2 separate regions of the Mus musculus genome follow, and region 1 is linked to region 2. The links are chromatin contacts, called in public HiChIP or PLAC-seq maps. All regions are on one chromosome and are shown on one strand. The core of a region is the stretch at or near the end of the contact, and the rest is flanking DNA. Distances in the headings are between cores, read along the strand shown.

Region 1 (3,899 bases), core at 295-2,794, 86 kb before region 2:
AAGCTAACCTAGATACACATACCCTGTCACAACCAAGCAAGAGCTACAAGAATAGGCAGTTGTCCTCAGCCTTTCACCTGGTGCTGTATCCTGAATATCTGCCCAGATGTTCCGTCACTGTGTGCTTTTGCTGCTGTCGCTGAGTGAGCCCATGGTGGGACCATGTTTTTCTGCCTTCCACGCTTTAGGTATAGACATATGACTCTTTGGCCAATGAGCTGTTAGCAGAAAGAAACACGGGCCGCAGGGTAGAGCCCTATAAGAGCTCCTGTAATTCACCTCAGCCCTTCCCTTGGTGGATTCCATCAGCCCCAACTGGGAAGATTTGAGAAGAGCCTCAAGCCACGGTGGACACAGGCAAGAATGACAGCTACACTTCTGTCTAGACCACTGAGACCTGGGGACGACTGTCCTCTGCAGAGCCTCTCTGATCCTGACTAACATCCCCCACTGGAACAGAAATGTGAAGGTGAGATGTGGATCGAGTAACTGGCTCTGTGCCAGCTGTGGGTGTCAGTGCCAGCCCACAGTATTTCTCTATTGCGTTCTGTAGTGAAGACACCATGCCAGTCCCCAAGGGAAGTCCATGGATGCTGGCAGGTTGCTTTATAAAAGAATGGTTCACTCAGCCACCGGGGGCTTTTCTCTTGGGATCTGTACTGACTAGTTTTGTGTCAACTTGACACAGGTTGGAGTTATCACAGAGAAAGGAGCTTCAGTTGGGGAAATGCCTCCATGAGATCCAGCTGTGGGGCATTTTCTCAATTAGTGATCAAGGGGGGAAGACCCACTGTGGGTGGGACCATCCCTGGGCTTGCAGTCTTGGGTTCTATAAGAAAGCAGGCTGAGCAAGCCAGGGGAAGCAAGCCAGTAAAGAACATACTTCCATGGCCTCTGCATCAGCTCCAGCTTCTTGACCTGCTTGAGTTCCAGTCCTGACTTCCTTGGTGATGAACAGCAGTATGGAAGTGTAAGCCGAATAAACCCTTTCCTCCCCAACTTGTTTCTTGGTCATGATGTTTGTGCAGGAGTAGAAATCTTGACTAAGACAGGATCCAACAGCTGTGCAGTTTAGGCCACTGTCAGCCGGCCACACTTAATCTGCTCAGTAAGTCACATTAAAGCAGTTGTTGCACGTGAGTGTTTTGAAGGTGAAGTCTGTCTTTGCTTCCTGAGGTCTCTCACAGCATGTCTGGGTTGTGTGTGCTGAGCGTGGAATGTGAGTGCCACAGCCTGGTGTAGCTGGGGGGAGAGAGGCCCTAGGAGAAGCCACTGAATAGGATGGCCCTGAGCAGGGAGAAGAGCAGAGGGCTGGGTGTCTTTTACTTTTCTCTGATTTGCAGCAACGCCAGGGGCTCAAAGAGCACTGTGGGTAGGGTATACCCCATGTACAGGTCTGGTTCTTCTTGGCCTGAACAACCATGCCCGTCCCTGAGCAGCACTCACCTCAGGAGGGGTGTTGCTGTGCAGGCAGTGTGCTGAGGGCTATTAATTCTGCTCATCTCTCACAGAGGCTCAGGTATGACTGCTGCGTGCCAGGAGCAGGCTTACCCTGGCCGTGAGCCAGCCTAGCCGGACAAAGTCAGCCTGACTCACACTTCTGTGAGCCTCAGTGTTCCCATCTATAAAAAGGGCACAATCAGGGAACAGTTTCCACTTGCCTCCTTCTGAGGTCAGCATGCATGGTAGGCCTAAGGTCATTGTCCCATAAAGTCCCCAACATATCAGAAGGAAAGAGTGACATATTCATTCTAGCTACCCAGTTCAGGTCCTCAAAGCACTCTTGCTTGGGAGGGGATTGGGACAAGAGCCTGGGGACAGCTTGGACAGCTCCGTCCTGAGGGTACCTGCTGGCCGTGTGCAAGGCTGTGCCAAGAGCACACTGCCGTGGGGTTAACTCTTTGTATAGAAGCTTGCGGGACGCTGATCTCCGAGTTTCTCACCTCAGAGGTTATGGTGAGGAGTTGGTTGCAAACTTAACAGTGGCCCACCTGCCCAGCCTGGTTCCTTTCCCCCGGCACCTGTGGGCCTGCCTCCACCCCTTCCACCACCCTCATTAATCTAAGAGCAATTGATTATCCAGGAAGGTGCTGGTGGCCTCTGCCTTAGCGGGTGACTCACTGGGCTGCAGGCCCCAGACATTCATTATTGCCACGGTCAGACAGTGTAGTGAAAAGGGCTTGGGAGCCGTGGAGCCAGGCTGCCTGAGTGTGAATCCCAGCCTGCCACTCCCTGACTGTGTGATCTTGAGCAAGTTAGTTCATCTCTCTGTGACTCAGTTGCCTTATCAGTAAAGTGAGTCTGAGGCTGGAACCCTTCGGCCGAATGAGTTACAGGATTCAGTGCTGAACACACACATACACACACACACACACACACACACACACACACACACACGAGGTTCACGGCTTTCTCTGGTTCTCCCTAAGGTGCCAGGTATTGGTGTCACCAAAGGATTGGTATCAGATGTACCTGCTCCTGCTTCTTTGATATAAATAATGAATGTGTTTCTAATTGTACTTGGAGCATCTTACCAGCTCCAGACAAGCACGGCCTCCAGATCTCAGGGGTGAGCGGGGCAGTTTTGCACGCACATAGCTGGTTTCCCTGGTGCTTTCCGTGTGCTTTCTCTTTCAGAAGAGAGTAGCCTCTGAAAAGGATGTGTGGGACTACGGGTGGCTTAGCAGATGGGGGTGGGGGGCAGCAGCCATGCCTGACAGCCTGGTCCCACATAGAGGAAAGCTGACTCCCACAGACTGTCCTCTGACCCTCTGGCTTCTACACATAAACGGTATGCAAGCATGCACATGTGCACACAGACAGACAGAAGCAGTCCATCAGTCAGTAAATATGTAACTCTAAGGATGATTTTAAAGGATGCATTTAGAGAAGCTGGAGAGACCGCAGTGGTTGAGAGATTTGCTGCTTTTGCGGAGGACCCGGGTTCGGTTCCCAGCAATCACATTGTGGCTCACAGCTGTCTAACTCCAGTCTCAGAGGATCTGATGTCATCTTCTGGCCTCCACAGACACTGGGCATGTATGTGGCATGCATGTATACATTTGGGTAAACACTTGCACAACATCAAATTAGCTTTTTAAAAGGGCACATTGCATGGTCGGTGTTGCACTGTGAAGAGTCATTGACTTGTGGCTCCCCACCTGTGTTCCCGTGTTCATGTTCCCTCCCCGACCTGGGGTGTGTTGGCAGAAATGTAATGTGACTGAAGAGTAAAAGGTGCTTTTTAGTGCTAAAAATCCCTCTCCACGCACGCGCACGCACACACACACACACACACACACTGGTGGCTAGCAGCATGGTAAGGTAGGAACTGGAGTATGATGGGATTTGTTTAGTGCATCCTGAGCCTCTCTCTAGCTGAGCTGTTTTGGGCAATTTAGCATCACTTTGGAGAGCTGGTTCTCCTCACGGCCTCACAGAGCATAGGAATAAGGGACACTGTCCTAACCCTGACATTGCAATAGTGAAGATGCTATTCTCGGTAAAAATCCCCAGCTCAGAATGGCAGACAGACAGTCTTCTTGTTCGCTCTACTGGCTAGATAGTATAGAGAGTTCACGCACCCCCTTCCCTTCCCAGCATCTGTAGCATGCTGTAGGGGCTTGTCCTGCCAGAGGGTCAGCCTTCAGCTCCCAGCCCCACCCCACCAGAAACCCCCAGGCTTCAATTTGTGTAGCTCTGGGTCTTGGTTCAGCTCCCCAGAGGCAGTGCTTTGGGCTCGGCAGGTGTTGTGGAAACCCCCCAGCCCTGCCTAAGTCCAGGATGTGTGTGTGTGTGTATGTGGGGGGGAGCTGTCTTGCAGCCAGACAAACAGGTTTTTCCTGTCAGCCCCTAGCTGTCAGAAAGGTCTGCCCCTGTGGGAATTCAGAGGGGGAGCC
Region 2 (3,440 bases), core at 825-3,324:
ACCCCGAGTAAAGCTCAACCTCCATCTTTAACCCCCACACACACTAACGCTAGGTTGTCTGTCTTCCAGGGCATGGGTTATCTTCATGCAAAAGGCATCGTGCACAAGGACCTCAAGTCCAAGAATGTCTTCTATGACAACGGCAAAGTGGTCATCACAGACTTCGGGCTGTTTGGGATCTCGGGTGTGGTCCGAGAGGAACGGTGAGTTGGGAAGCCGGGGCACTGTGTAAGTGTGAAGTGCCCACAGCTGTGTTGCTGGAGAGAGCCTTGCCACACAGGCTAGGTCACCTCGGTCTGTGGTTCAGCCCATGCGCTTTCAGGCCAGTGTTGGGTGTGGGTGATATTTAGGTCCCTCATGGTACTCAGCTTCCAGGTGGGTACCATGCAGGCTGAGGGACCAGGCTGGTCGCCCCTCATGAGACAGAACATTGGGGTTTAGTTCCTGTGGTTGTAAAGGGTTGGGGTGGCAAAAAAAAGCCCTAAGAATGGGAGCCTAAGGAAGAGTGGCAGGCCAGTAGCATGCAGGTTTGATATCTGCAGTCATCCGAGACCTAGACAAACCAGCTGCTCTCCCAGCACGGGGACTCAGACCCTGTCACTGACGGCTCCCCGCCATTCCCAACTGTGGCCTCCCTCCCTAGACGCGCCCATCCTATTCAAAGGCAAGATCTCCTGCTCCTCTCTTGGCTTTCTGTGTACCACTTGTGAGTACAGATGTGTGTAGTCAGGCCACCCGCTCCCCCACTGAGGTGTCGTTCTTGTCCTGACCTCCAGGCGCGAGAACCAACTGAAACTGTCACATGACTGGCTGTGCTACCTGGCCCCCGAGATCGTACGAGAAATGATCCCGGGGCGGGACGAGGACCAGCTGCCCTTCTCCAAAGCAGCCGATGTCTATGCATTCGGGTGAGTCGACCACTGGCCCCCCCAAGTGCAAATGAGAAGGCCCTGGTGGGGGCGGGGGGGAGGTGTGCCTTGGAAAGTCATGGCTGTGCTAGCTGGGCAGAGTGACTGCCTTTGACCTCTGGTCTCTGGCATCTAGCGTGGGCCAGCCATTGTGGAGCTCTAGTAGCTCACACTGTGGTGTGTCTCCACAGGACTGTGTGGTATGAACTACAGGCAAGAGACTGGCCCTTTAAGCACCAGCCTGCTGAGGCCTTGATCTGGCAGATTGGAAGTGGGGAAGGAGTACGGCGCGTCCTGGCATCCGTCAGCCTGGGGAAGGAAGTCGGCGTGAGTAGAGGGACAGAAGGACAAGTGTGGGCTGGGCATGTGACATGACTGAGAAGGCTTTCGTAGTGGTACAGGCACAGGGACCATTAATACCTAATACCGTTATATGGAGAACAAAAGTGTCAGGGGTGTGTGCCTTGTGTTGGCAACGTGTGCAGGCCACACCCCTGGATGTCAGGACTACAGAGGGTGCTGTGGGGCTGAGTGGACCCTGAGAAGAAAGCCTTCCTTCTGTCATGGCAGCTGTTCTGAGGGTTCTCAGCGGCTGCTCCTGTATTTAGTCCTGCCTGTCCAGTCTCTGCTCTGGAACGCTGAGGCGCCCCCTAGTGGCAGGGCCGTTCTCTATGCTTTCCAAGAACCCTGCATTTACCTTCAGATGTTTTCATGTTCATAGGATGTACCTTCCATCTTGAAAGGCCGTCCGCTTTCATTCTGACCTCTCCCATTTTCCATTCTGTTTGACTTGGTCGCTGACAAGTCGAGGGGGAAGGAAAGCAGACAAGTCCTCTTTGACCTGGAAGGTTGGAGGATCACCTGATTCTGACTCCACAGATGCGCGGGGCACTTGAGTGCTTCTTGGGGCTCCTCGGGAAATGCTCTGTCCTTGTGCTTCACTACCCAGATGCCCACACACCACCAACCCCAGTGCTTCTTTACAGGAGATCCTGTCTGCCTGCTGGGCTTTCGATCTGCAGGAGAGACCCAGCTTCAGCCTGCTGATGGACATGCTGGAGAGGCTGCCCAAGCTGAACCGGCGGCTCTCCCACCCTGGGCACTTTTGGAAGTCGGCTGAGTAAGTACTCCCTCCTTCTGTGAACCATCCTGAGCGCCTCTGTCTAGAGTGTCTGAGGGCGCCCTCTGCTGGACATGCATCAGACCACAATCCAAGGCTTCCACGGTGTAGGAGCTGAAGGATTCTCACCTCCCCAGTTGATGCTGGAGGCCCCCTGTAATGGGGGGCACCTCCTTTCCACCTGTGAAAATCCACACATCACCGTAATAGACTGTCACTGACACCAAGCCCAGGCTAGACCATGGTGGGAGAGTTGTGCCTGAGAGAAGGGGTCAGAGGTCAGGTCCATGTGAGTACCAAAACAGCCCCCAATAAGCAACATCAGTATTGCTTAGGCTGGCACCCACTTAGTCACTGAACTGTTGAGCACTGGGAGCTTGCCGCCCCCTAGTGAGCCACGCCACTGAGCTCTGTGGCACCCGTGTCAGAAGCCTTTCCCCCTAGTGGCCCTTTGTGTCCTGAGACACAGAGCAGAAGAGGCTGCTGTCATCTCCTCTGTATTCTGTCCTGTTCTGTTTCTACTTTGGCTCTCTGGCTTCCTCTCCCAAAGACACCTCTCCAGCCACAACCCTTTGTCAGGATCTGGGTCCCTGTCACTTGTCTTGGCTTTCACAGTGGGCGTTAGGGAAGATCCAGAGTTGCATAAACTTTGCCAGTCATCAGGCGGTAAATCCTGGAAGCTGGGCAAGGGAGGTGCTGGCATTGGCGGTGGGGGAGGGGTCACGAGGCCCCAGGGCTGAGCCCTGTGCTGCTTGCTGCTGTAGATCTTCCTTAGGCCCTCTGGGTACAGGCTTCCTCCTCTGTGAAACCATGCCAGCACCGGACACTGGCATTCAGAGATGACTCCTGTTTCTGAAAACCAGTCATCCCCACGGTCTCAGCTCACAGATGGGAGAGGAGTCCACTAGTAGGGACCGTCACCAGGCCACAGCCACCAGCTCCCAGGCTTCCGTGGCTTCCTCGGACATGGGGTCTCTAACTCTCACTTCTGTTTTCTTTCCTGTCGGCTTCATCACTTTTCGTTTTTGGGGGGGTGGCGGATACACTGGCCTGTCTTGTCATCTCCCCTGTTCTACCATCCTGACTCCTCCACCTGTCTGCTGGCTGCCATCACCCACCGGGCTGGACCGGATTGGACGGCTCTCTTCAACTGCTGGTGAAACGGTCTCGGGCACCCCTAGCCGCTGGCGGAGCCGCTACTACGGGAAAGGACGCTATGGTCACCCCGACTTTAAGAACTCCTGTCCAGTTCTGGAGGAATAGTGTGTTTCTGCCATTCTCTCGTTTTCTGCCTGTGTGTGGCTGTCCTACCCACCCTCCCATTCTGTCTCTGCATGCCAGCTTCTCACATTCTTGCTTTGATTTCCCATAATCCATAATGACCTCTTGCATCTGAAATGGCCACCAGACTT

What was found. HiChIP or PLAC-seq counts read pairs in DNA pulled down with a chosen protein or histone mark.
Region 1: an HNF4G HiChIP or PLAC-seq map of pancreatic cancer cells shows a contact between it and region 2. The contact joins two enhancer-like sites. A contact is called at or near these places in 7 of 484 Hi-C or Micro-C datasets (the AML12 cell line, bone marrow-derived dendritic cells, hematopoietic progenitor cells and 4 more), 6 of 115 datasets of contacts at active chromatin or transcription factors (the HPC-7 cell line, bone marrow-derived macrophages, embryonic stem cells and 2 more) and 2 of 9 other capture datasets (adipose tissue and liver).

The regions. Positions count from the first base shown.
Region 1 is chr11:79,103,481-79,107,379 of GRCm38.p6, reverse strand. The region is part of intron 1 of Ksr1 (kinase suppressor of ras 1); the gene reads left to right. Among named protein-coding and RNA genes, the nearest start is that of Ksr1, 41 kb to the left of the region's middle. Within about 2 kb of position 1,544, at least 8 of the 459 cell types and tissues checked have an H3K27ac peak or open chromatin away from gene starts, as enhancers often do. A contact at or near this core is called in pancreatic cancer cells, where this site is marked.
Region 2 is chr11:79,018,150-79,021,589 of GRCm38.p6, reverse strand. It overlaps Ksr1 (kinase suppressor of ras 1), which reads left to right. Exons shown (of 19, transcript NM_013571.3): 15 at 70-203; 16 at 777-908; 17 at 1,100-1,235; 18 at 1,895-2,028. Among named protein-coding and RNA genes, the nearest start is that of Gm11201, 3.7 kb to the left of the region's middle. Within about 2 kb of position 2,074, at least 30 of the 459 cell types and tissues checked have an H3K27ac peak or open chromatin away from gene starts, as enhancers often do. A contact at or near this core is called in pancreatic cancer cells, where this site is marked.